Linked DNA regions of Mus musculus: all the other regions are linked to region 3. Evidence: chromatin contacts called from public HiCAR-type, HiChIP or PLAC-seq and Micro-C data. All regions are on one chromosome and are shown on one strand. The core of a region is the stretch at or near the end of the contact, and the rest is flanking DNA. Distances in the headings are between cores, read along the strand shown. Region 1 holds the start of Ptp4a2 (protein tyrosine phosphatase 4a2). Region 2 overlaps S100pbp (S100P binding protein). Region 3 holds the start of Bsdc1 (BSD domain containing 1). Region 4 overlaps 1700086P04Rik (a long non-coding RNA gene).

Region 1 (2,700 bases), core at 154-2,653, 360 kb before region 3:
ATCAACAGTTCATCTCAAATCCCCAACTCAGCCTACTTATATACCTATACCTTTAACACTTGGGAGAGACTTGAGGCAGGAAGATCAGAGTTCAAAGCCAACCTGTTATGAAGCATTTGAGATGATACCAAATCAAGAACCTATTTGGAACTTCTAAAAGTCCAATAAAACAAATGAAACAAAAGAACTTCTTCTGCATCCCCCATAGAAAAAGTCCATTAACAATTCTTTCCGATCATCCGATCCAAAACTAAGAGTGTCAGGATCAAAAAACGAAGCTCTGATAATGTGAGTTCTTCTATAGTCTTAGTTTCCTCTTGCACACTAACAAGGCTCAACTTCTCTCACTTCCTGTCTGAAACAGCTCAGTAACACAGAGCGGGGAAGCAAGTAAATACCATATACTAATCCAGCAATAGCGACTCCAAACTGAAACATTTGCTGAATGCCTACAATGACGCTAGATTAGTCACTTTATACTTCGTGACAAATCCAAGGGCAGAAACTAAACTATGGCACTTTATCGATATTTATGACCGTTTCTTAGGCGCTTTTCTGCAGAAGGATACGAGAGAGTCACAGATAAAAGATACCGCGGCTTACCTCATTAAATAGCCTTGACCTCAACACTGAGCATTTGCCAAAAAAAAAAAAGTTTACGCTTCCGAATACTTTACCGGCTAAAACTCAGACTCCGGGACAAGAGTCAAGCTTGGATGGTTAGCGCTGGGAAATGGGGGTGGGGAGGATGGCAAAGACATCTCTGGAAATTCATAAATTTACAATACATTTTTACGAAAAGGGGAAAGAACGCCAGAGATCAGCGTCACGGGAGACTCAGACCCTTTTCTCTTACTTGACTGCAACTCAGGGATCCCACGCTTGAGTGAATTAAGTCCCTGGACGCGAAGGGTTCCCTATCAACACAAAGACCAAGGGGCCTCCAGGATGCCTGTGCTCACGCGCCGGACAAACGCAGGCGCACCCCTGCACACCACCTAGTCCGCCACGCTCCTCCTCGTCCCCACTCGCTCTCACCACACCTTCGCCCCCACAAGGACACATGCTGCCCGCACACGCACCTTCTCCCGCATTCTTCTACGCTCTCTCGCTCTCTCGCTCGCTCACCCCACCTCGAGCCGCGCTCCCCGCCCCTGGCCCGGCCCGGCCCTCCTTCCGGGGACGTGTCTCGGGCCTGCTCTAATGGCAGCGGCGCCTCCCGCCCTCCCCTGCCCGAGGCCCGGGCGCCGCGCGGGGCCGCCCGGGAGGGGCGCACTCACGCTGGCAAGCTGGGGACTGGGCATTGAAGGCCGGCGGAGGCGGGAGCGAGGAGGCGCCTCTCTCCTCAGTCACCTCGGCGGCGGCGGCGGCGGCGGGAGCGGCGGCGGCGGCGGCGACGACTCCCCCCCAGCCTCGGCGCGCGACACCCGGCCCGGCCCGGCGGCGGCGGCGGCGGCGCGTGTCCACGAGTCCGTCTTGCTGCTGCTACTGTTGCTGCCGCGACCGCCGCTGTGTTCCCCCCCCGCTGCCGCCGCTGCCCCCGCTACCGCCGCTGCCCGCTGGCGTCGCCTCGCGCCGTGCCCGGCCGCTGCTGCCGCTCCAGCCGCTCCCGGACGAACGACGGTTACAGCCCGGCCGATCGCGCCGCCGCCACCACCGCTGCGCGCGCAGCCGGACCAGCTCCCGCCGCCGCCCCTCAGGGGGCGCTGCGGGGCGCGGCGCGCGCGGCGCAGCCACGCCCTCGGAACCGATGATTGGCTGCCGGCGGCTCGCGGCGGTTGGCCCCACCCACTCTGCCTACAGAGCTTTGACCCACTGCCCTGGGCGCCTCCCGCGCTCCGCCTCCGCGTGGCTTGCTGCGCTCGGCACTGGGGGCGACGGAAGGCGTATACATGTGACCGGCGCGGGGTGGGGGTAGCGGGGTGACGAACGTGGCTGAGGGAAGCGCCCGCCCACTCTGCGACTCGCCCATCCGCACCTGGGTCTAAGTTAGCGCCTCTGGCCACCCAGTGACCCGCAAGGTCGCGGGCGGATTCCGGATCCCGGGAGGCGCCTCGAGCCAGATCCCGCTGGGTCTGGGACTGGGACTGGGCGGCAACCGGGGCCTGAGCTCGGGGATTTCCAGCTCAGAAGTGGGGAACCGAGTACCTTATACTTGGCTGTCCTTCCTGGAGGCCTCGAACATCTCTGCGAAGTCTCTCTGCCCTGCTCCCCAGACCTCTATCGGGCAAGCAACACACAGACTCTTTAGATACGGAAATGCAGAATTAAGGAAAAAGTTTTTTCCTAGGTATTCTCAACTATTAAGCGGAATACTGTCTTCACAGCACAGATACTCTTCAATACTTAAATAAAGTATGAAGAATGGGCGTGATTAAAAAAAAAAGTCTGGCGGTGGTGGCCTATGCCTTTAAACCCAGTTCAAGGCCAGCCTGGTCTACAGAAAGAAAGCACCTCTAGAATTGGAACTGGGAATAGAACTCTGGGAAAAGCTTGCCTTGCATGTGAGGCCCTAAATTCAACTCTTGGGAGCCTCAAAAAAAAAAAAAAGTTTGAGTTGGATTTTAACAGTTTTGAAGATTATCTTAGAGATTCTCTAATGGAAGGAGGTTTTTTGTGTTGTGTTGTTTTGTTTTGTTTTTGTTTGCCTTTTGCTTTTGAAACCTGGCCAGAAGTTATAAGCCAGTTCATGCATCTTGA
Region 2 (2,700 bases), core at 66-2,565, 300 kb after region 3:
ACTGCATCTCTAATGCAGATATCCATCCTCCTGAGTGTTGGAAATAAAGGCATGTGTCACACAGCCTCTAAGAATTAGCTTTTTGCAGAGTGTGGTGGCAGACACCTTTGATTCCAGGACCCGGGAGGTAGAAGCAGGCAGAGGGAGGTCGATTTCTGAGTTTGAGGCCAGCTTGATGTACCAAATGAGTTTCAGCGCTATACAGAGGAGCTGTCTCAGGGGGGAAAAAAAAAACAAAACAAAAAACCTACAGGAGAACCAAAAGAAACACCATTTCTTGTTGAATGGACAGAAACAAAATTGTTGCACCCTCTTTACCCAGTGCTGTATTAAGGTACAGCCTGAATGTGTAAGACATACTATAATAAGATTCTTGCTTTCAAGGATACTCAACTCTGGTAATATTACATTGTTGAAACTCTGTGACCTTAGACAAATTCCTTAACAATTCTGGACCTTGATTTTTTTTTTTTAATACTTTGTATAATATTGCCCAGGCAAGCCTAACACATCTGAGTTCAAGGGATTCCTCTACATTAGCTTCCTCAGTAGCTTCTAGCTGGGCATTGTAGTATCTTATTTAAAAAAAAAATGGTAGGAGCACCTTTCAGATTCTTGAGTCTTTTATAGCTCTGTCTATCCTGAAACTCACAGACCTCTGCCTCCCACGTGCGTGTGTCAGCACACCTGCCTTGGCAATATATTTTTCTGATTATTTTTTTGTTTGTTTGTTTTTCGAGACAGGGTTTTCTCTGTGTAGCCCTGGCTGTCCTGGAACTCACTCTGTAGACCAGGCTGGCCTCAAACTCAGAAATCCGCCTGCCTCTGCCTCCCAAGTGCTGGGATTAAAGGCGTGCGCCACCACCACCCAGCTCTTTTCTGAATGTTTAAATTATTATTTATTTATTGTGTTTATGTGTATATGTGCTGTGTGCATATATATGCCCAATATCACACTGAAATAGGCAAGCCCAAGACTAGTCCAAACCTCCATGACTCTGGGTGGACGAGGTTTTGGCACTGAGTATTCTCTCTCCCTCCCCCTCCTCCCTTCATCTCCCTCCCCTCCCCTCCCCTCCCCTCCCCTCCCCCTCTTCTCCTCTCTTCCTCTCCTCTCTCTTGTTTTTTCGAGACAGGGTTTCATTGTGTAGTCCTGGTTGTCCTAATACTCACTCTGTATACCTGGGTGGCTTGAAACTCAGAGATCTGCCTGCTTCTGCCTCTGAAGTGCTGGATGCAGGCTTTTAATGGCCTCTCTATACAAAGGCCAGCAAAAACAAAGGCATCACCTGCAGAGAGGATACATTGATGGAATTCTCTGCACAGCTCCAGAGATTGACCTAAATAGGCAGCGGCATGAAAAACTAACACACACACACAGGCACAGAAAAAGCCAAGGTCAGGTGGATTGGACTCCCAGCTGAGAAACAGCCGCACCTTGGAAGCTCAGCATGTTTATTATATACAGTGAAGGAGGAGGCCAGGTTATTGGATACAACTGAGCCAGGAAGAGATCTCAGTAGGGAAGTAATCTTCAGGCCATAAACATCAGGGAGATGGAGCTACAGTGGCCATTTTCCGCACAGACTGTCAACATTGGCACTTGGACAAGAGGAAAGCTTTGCCATCCCTCTGAGTCTCACTCACCCCAGGAAGAATTTTGCCAGTCTATGGTTCTGAGGCCTTGGCTCTTGACATGACTGTGACAAGTCACCAGAACACTTTCACTGAGGACTTGCTCCCTACAACGGAGTACTTGAAGAACCCCAAAAAGTTTATCTTTAAAGCAAAATGATTTATTCTGTCCCTAAGAAGATAGATCAGGTGTAGTGGCTCATGCCTACAGTTCTCACTTGGGGGAGGGAAGTAAGATAGTTCTAAGCCTGGGCTACAATAAGACCCTGCCTCAATAAATGAAAGAAAGTAATAATTTATATTTAAAAAGAAATGCTTAGGCTGGGCATGATGATGGATGCCCTTAATTCCTGTACTTAGGAGTCAGAAGATGGCAGAGTTCAAGGCCAGACTGGTCTATGTAATGTGTTCCGTGCCAGCCAGGGCTACATGATGAAACTCTGTCTCAAACAAGCAGTTATTAGTAATAGCCACTGCCTTATTAATGAGACAAGTATCTCATGGTGTGTCTGTTTATGTCTGTATGTCCCAGAGGACAACTTCAGGTTTCATTCTTCAGGAGGCATCCACCTTAGTTTTTTGTTTGAAGGTTTCTCATTGGCCTGGAGCTTGTAAATTAAGATAGGCCAGTGAACCCTAGCGATCTGCCTGCGTCTTACCTCCTTGGCACTGGGATTATTAGTGGTTATGACTACCTGGCTTTTTTTTTTTAACAAAATAGTTGTATTTAGCAGTCCTGTTTGTGTGTGTGTGTGTGTGTGTGTGTGTGTGTGTGTGTGTTTTGTGTGTGTGTGTGAGAGAGAGGGGTGTGTGGGGAGGCAATACATGCGTGAGAATAAGAGGACAGCTTGGCTAGAGTGGGTTCTGTCCTCTGTTTTATGAGGACTAAACTTAGGTTGGCAGGGATGGTGGCAACTGCCTTGACCTGCTGAGCCATCTTGCCAACCCATTTTGTAAAAATTTTGTTCTGTTATAATACAAGTGTCAGAATGTCACAGGAAGTAGGCAGTCTGTGACTTGATTAGCATTGTATACCTATTCTGATGGTCATGAATGTCCCCAAAA
Region 3 (2,700 bases), core at 184-2,683:
CCAGCCTGGTCTACATAATGGTCCCAGGGCAGCCAAGGGCGACATACACCATGAGACCCTGTCTCAAAATAAAACAAACCACGACCACCACCAATAACAACAAAATAACTTGTCCAAGTTCCCAGAAATGTAAGGAACTAAAGGGAGAGATTAAGTCTCTTCCTGAAAGCCTCGAAACACACGGGGAGTCCTCACAGGACAGGACACCTGCCGGATAGCACACTTTCTTTGCATGCTTGAGGTCTCATATTAATCCTTAGCGTAAAGTCCTGCCTCTCCATCATCAATAAAACTTCCAGCACAGGGAATTCTCAGATGTGCTGAGCTGTAGCTTGAGCGGAGGCTTCCCAGGAGAACCCGGAGCAAGGAGAAAATAAAAACAAAAACCAAAAAACCAAAAACCAAACAAACAAAAACCGTTCCTAAAGTACTGGGCTGACTTGAGATCAGAAGCCTCTCGGAGTCTGCCCTGAAGCACGACTCCCTTCACTTGCTTGAGGTAAACAGTAATTAGTTACCCCACGACTTAGTTGGGCTGCCTGTAAATAAAGGAATGTGGGATAAAACAGGAACACCAACTGGCATTGCCTAGGACAAGGACAAGCATTAGTCACAATCACAGCCACTTCCCCAGGTCTCCACTCTCTGGCCCCCCCTCATCCCTTTGTAAACCAGTCACATAGGCACCATCAGGTACCAGCGCATATGGCAATCCTCATCTCTACCCGGATTCTTGGCTACACCTTCCTTGGCATGCTCATGACTCCCTAGTCTGGACAATTAGGGACTGCCCTTTCCCGGTATTCACAACAGTAACTAAGCAACTATTTTGCTTGACTGCCTCCACACCAGACTGAGCTTTGTGAGGCCCAAGACTATCTGTCTGGCTAAGGTCTATATCCTCCCAACCTGTCTGTGAGTAGTGACTGTCACATATTCTAATAAATATTGCTGTTTAAGAGTAAGATGTTGTTAGTGGTGGTGTTCTACCCTTTTCTCGTAAATGGCCTCACAGAAGCTCAAAAAAACCCAAGCAGGGGCTAGCTGGGGTTGGTTGCAAGGAGACGGCCGCGGTGCCCTGCCGAGGGAAGGGTGCTGGCCCGGCTTACCTTCTCTTTGACTGCCTGGTAGCTCTGCTGCAGCCAGCTCCGCCACCACCCCACGTCCTCCCTGTGGAAGACAGACACATCTGACGGCCCTGCCGGGCGACTCCAGCCCAGCCTCCGGCCGGAGATGAGGCTTTTCCGGCCGCTTCCCCATGCCCTCGCACCACGCCTCCGCTCTGCCCTTCCAGCTCAGTCCGCACCCGCACCGGCAGCCTGTCCCCAACAGGGACCCCTGGCCCAGTACCCCATCCCTCGAAAAGCCCAAGCCCCCAACGCCAGAAAGCGGAACGCCAAGCTCACCCTTCCGCCATCTTGCCAGCATGACATCACCACTATTTACCGACCTTTGACTTCCGACACGGCACCGCCCCCTCAGGCTCCGCCCCCATGAGCGTGCCCCAATCTTAACACAAGGACAACTCTCCGCCCAGTCCCCGCCCCCCTACATCAATGTGTCTGGCCTTTGTCCAATCCATGTCCCAAATGCGATTTGTCCCGCCTCTGAACTCTCGATCCAATGGTGTGTAAGATTGTCCTCGGGTCCCACCAACCAGCCGCTAGCTTTCCCGGTAGTCCCTGACTACAGTGGCCTCTCCGGGCCAATTTCGGCAGGCTCGTTAGACCGCCAATTAGAAGGCGAGGCGAGGAAAGGAGAGGCCGGGTTGGGACGTTGTGTTCTTAGAACCTGGAGTTAAGTTCCGCCCCCCTTTGTGAAGCCAGCCGCGTAGCAGCTCCTTGGTGTTCTGCTGCAGGCTAATTCAGCAAGCTCCGATTGCGGACCTCAGAGCCAGAGTAAGGCTATGGGGAGAATCCAGAGCTCTCCTCGGGATGACACCCAGGATCATTTGGAGAGGCAGATACATATTCACATTATTTCTTAAGCCCGATTTAAGAAAACGCTAGCTGAAAGTGTTCTGGAAAAATCCCACTGATAGGGGGGAATTGAGGTCTATTGTGTGGTGGAAGGGGGATTTACATAGATCCTGTGGCCCTACCTACTACTTCCTCAATCTACACAAACCCCTCCTTCACCTCCAGCAGGAGGTTGACTCCCCTCCTCGAAGGCTACACTGTAATCAAGGTCATCACTGCTACCTGATCCCATAGCCTCTTACCTGCCTGAGGAACAAGCTATATACTAATTCTCCCAGTGTTCCCCAAGGCCTCCCATCTAACTTTCAAAAAGATTGTTGCTGGTATTTCTCCTGTCTAAAAAACTAACAACTATTGGATGGATCACAGGGCTCCCAATGGAGGAGCTAGAGAAAGTACCCAAGGAGCTAAAGGGATCTGCAACCCTATAGGTGGAACAACATTATGAACTAACCAGTACCCCGGAGCTCTTGACTCTAGCTGCATATGTATCAAAAGATGGCCTAGTCTGCCATCACTGGAAAGAGAGGCCCATTGGACACGCAAACTGTATATGCCCCAGTACAGGGGAATGCCAGGGCCAAAAAAAAAATGGGAATGAGTGGGTAAGGAAGTGGGGGGGAGGGTATGGGGGACTTTTGGGATAGCGTTGGAAATGTAATTGAGGAAAATATGTAATAAAAATAAATAAATAAATAAATAAATAAATAAAAAAATAAAG
Region 4 (2,700 bases), core at 51-2,550, 410 kb after region 3:
TGTTTCCATCAATCTGCATCAGCAGGAAAAAAAAAAAAAAAAAAAAAAACAGCAGGCACAGGCAGAAACTCTCTTGAAGAGTCTCTCCATCTGCCCAGGAAAGAACCTTAGACAGGAACGTCTGGGAGCACCCTTCCCACTACCCCAGGCAGAGGTGACCACAGGTGGCTGCTTTTCGAAGGGCAGGCTCTGATCGATCCCAAGGCAGCTTCATGCTGAACTTGTTTGGCTTAGGTCTTCACCTCCCTTCATCCAGGAAAGCCTCATACCCTAGTCCTTTGTGTAACACAAAATGTTTAATAAATGTCAACCAACTGACCTTTCCCTTATGACTTACACTTCTTGGCTCTTTTTGCTTGTATACGGTGTGTGTGTGTGTGTCTGAGAACTGAACCCAGGTACTAACCAACAACAGATTTTGCTTGCTTTTTCCTCTCATTGAGTGCCGGTGGAGGTCTGAGCAAGAGTCAGTTCTCTCCTTCCATTATGCGGTCTGGAGAGCCCGACTCAGGTTGTCCCCTTGACAGTGGATGCCTTTATCAGCTGAGCCATCTCGCCGCTTTGCTCTACCTACTGTTGGTTCATTGTTACATCTCCAGAGAGAGGAGAAAATATAAAGCCTCCTACACCCGCAGTGTGCTGCTGTTACAAGGATAGATAAAACACACGCCCCTCCCCCCTTCGTGGAACTTACATTCCAAGCAGAAGCCCGGTTAGCAACAGCCACACAAATAACCGTAATTACAAGTCAGAATGAACGCAAAGGAGGGAAGCTAGTGACTTAAATATTTAATGCGTTGAATAAAAACGAGAGTTAAATATTTCGTAATAAATGTAACAGGCTTTTTAATCATACAGATTTCACCCGAGCAGCAGTGGCGCTAGCTCTCCGGTTTCTGCCCAAGACGCAAGAGCAGACATGGAAGATGAGGGTCGATCTGGTTGCGTGGGGCTTGAGGGGGGCAGACCTCTTTGGAATTCTGCTCCCTCTCTAGTCTGAGTCAAATCGAAAAATTCTAAGTCAAGGGACGCTCCAGCTAGCTCAGATAAAGCCTCCAGGCAGCTCTTTAGAGCCACCGGCAGGTGGGAAGAGCAGAAGCTGGGAAGGAAAGAGGAAGCGATGTGTTTCCACACTGGTAGACTGCGGGGGCAGAGCACTTTGGGACCCGACCACGGCATTACATCCCTAGAGAGAGCACGACTCCCACCCTTCCCAGACACGCAGTGCGGGTGCGCCCCGCGGGTCCACAAGGGGAGGGGTCCACAGGTTTCCCCGGCTCCCTAGCAGCCGACACCCGCCAATCCCGCAACGCCTGGTGGCGGTGCCACGTGACTAGCTTCCCCTCGCCTCCCTCCAGGGCCTTCCAGGGAAGACCGGTATCCCCGCCATCCCCCGCCCTCCCGCTCCCGCCCCTCGCGTGCCGCAGTCGCGTGGGTGGGCGCTCCCGCCAGGCTGGGATTCCTCCGCAGTCCGCTGCATCGAAGAGGGAGGGAGGAGGGGAGAAGAGGGGGGAAGAGAGAAGGGAGGGAGGAGAGGGAAACCAGGGAATTGTAGCCGCAGCGCTCGCGGTGTTTTCCGCTAAGGTCAAGGATACCCCATTCTTTGGAGGGGATGCCTCAAAACCCTTTCTTTGCAGTCCCCCCCCCCGTCACTCCCACTGCTTCTGGCACCGGCGGGTGGGTAGGCTGCAGCATCCGTCGTTCTCTCGGACAACTACACCAGCTTCTCTGTGGGAGGGAGTGTGGGGCTTTTCTCGCTCGCGGAGATTCGCGGGCCCCGTTTCTAATATATAAAGCTTTTAGTTTAAACCCCAATAGGGACAATGGATGTATTTCGGTGGTAGAGGCCCTGGGTTTAACACCTAGGGCTGCAAAAATAAGATAAAATCGGGTAAGAATAAACACCTTGCTGGCCCGAATGCCCCCTCCGGCTCTACTAGCCCTTTCTACTGGAGATTCCAGTCTTCTGGATTGTCTCGCCTTTCCAGGAACAGCCATTATTTGAATACTGTCGACCGTGAGGCTGGGAAATTTCAGACCCAAATTTATAATAATAATAACAGCGGAAGGTGGGAACGGACCATAAAATGCCTTTTAGAAAAGGCCACACTTTCGAAAGCCTGCAGGATTGGAAGAGGAAAGATAAATATGGCCGTAGGCAGAAGCTACAAAAGTAAAAAAAAAAAAAAAAAAGTGTGACCTCTGCAGGCAGACATGCCCCTGGGCAAGAAATGTGGGTTCTGTAATACCATATTTTCTGAGGGGGGAAAAAGAGGCTACAGTTCCATGATTTTATTTGTACTCTTTCAGTGTGAACGTTTTTTGTTTGTTTGTTTTTTAATACTTTTGCGGATGAGATGCAATTACCCACAGACCCTCAGGACATGACCTCCACTTTGGGGAAGAGACTAATTCGCATTAGTAGAATACATAGAACTGTCTAAGGTGAGGGTGTGGCCTTGAACTTCCGAGAGGCAGACTAGGTGGAGTCCCGGAGAGGAGGGTGTGGCCTTTGATTTGTTCCACAGATGGCTTTAGATATTCTGAGGAAGAGTTGGCATCAAGAGGAGGCGAAGCTCAGATAATCTGCCAGCACCCGAAGGAGGTAAATTTGGGGAATGGGTGAAGATTGAGGTTACATTATAGGCGGGGAGGCAGCAGCAGGAAGCCCCCCCGGAAAGCACCTGCCTTGAGAGACTG

What was found. Hi-C and Micro-C count contacts between places; a contact is called where the count stands out from the background. HiCAR-type assays count read pairs that join an accessible place to other places. HiChIP or PLAC-seq counts read pairs in DNA pulled down with a chosen protein or histone mark.
Region 1: a contact with region 3 is called in a Micro-C map of embryonic stem cells, with 9 times the contacts expected there. The contact joins the promoter of Ptp4a2 here to the promoter of Bsdc1 in region 3. A contact is called at or near these places in 1 of 484 Hi-C or Micro-C datasets (embryonic stem cells) and 2 of 115 datasets of contacts at active chromatin or transcription factors (T-cell acute lymphoblastic leukemia and effector CD8 T cells).
Region 2: a contact with region 3 is called in a HiCAR-type map of embryonic stem cells, with 4 times the contacts expected there. The contact joins the enhancer-like site here to the promoter of Bsdc1 in region 3. A contact is called at or near these places in 9 of 39 promoter capture datasets (3T3-L1-derived adipocytes, the C10 cell line, HPC-7-derived erythroid cells and 6 more), 1 of 15 datasets of contacts at CTCF or cohesin (the NIH/3T3 cell line), 5 of 115 datasets of contacts at active chromatin or transcription factors (embryonic stem cells, memory CD8 T cells and trophoblast stem cells) and 3 of 9 other capture datasets (adipose tissue, liver and pancreatic islet).
Region 4: a contact with region 3 is called in an H3K4me3 HiChIP or PLAC-seq map of embryonic stem cells, with 3 times the contacts expected there. The contact joins the enhancer-like site here to the promoter of Bsdc1 in region 3. A contact is called at or near these places in 3 of 39 promoter capture datasets (embryonic stem cells, erythroid cells and neural stem cells), 1 of 484 Hi-C or Micro-C datasets (CD8 T cells) and 3 of 115 datasets of contacts at active chromatin or transcription factors (the SCID.adh cell line and embryonic stem cells).

Annotation. Positions count from the first base shown.
Region 1 is chr4:129,819,182-129,821,881 of GRCm38.p6, reverse strand. It overlaps Ptp4a2 (protein tyrosine phosphatase 4a2), which reads right to left and starts at 1,403. Exons shown (of 6, transcript NM_008974.4): 1 at 1,281-1,403.
Region 2 is chr4:129,160,621-129,163,320 of GRCm38.p6, reverse strand. The region is part of intron 5 of S100pbp (S100P binding protein); the gene reads left to right. Among named protein-coding and RNA genes, the nearest start is that of Fndc5, 25 kb to the right of the region's middle. Within about 2 kb of position 1,315, at least 13 of the 459 cell types and tissues checked have an H3K27ac peak or open chromatin away from gene starts, as enhancers often do. A contact at or near this core is called in embryonic stem cells, pancreatic islet and trophoblast stem cells, where this site is marked.
Region 3 is chr4:129,460,412-129,463,111 of GRCm38.p6, reverse strand. Bsdc1 (BSD domain containing 1) reads right to left here and starts at 1,433. Exons shown (of 11, transcript NM_133889.2): 1 at 1,407-1,433; 2 at 1,110-1,170. The coding sequence starts at 1,417.
Region 4 is chr4:129,047,716-129,050,415 of GRCm38.p6, reverse strand. It overlaps 1700086P04Rik (a long non-coding RNA gene), which reads left to right. Exons shown (of 2, transcript XR_868180.3): 2 at 1-329. Among named protein-coding and RNA genes, the nearest start is that of Rnf19b, 9.1 kb to the left of the region's middle. Within about 2 kb of position 1,300, at least 212 of the 459 cell types and tissues checked have an H3K27ac peak or open chromatin away from gene starts, as enhancers often do. A contact at or near this core is called in CD8 T cells, embryonic stem cells and neural stem cells, where this site is marked.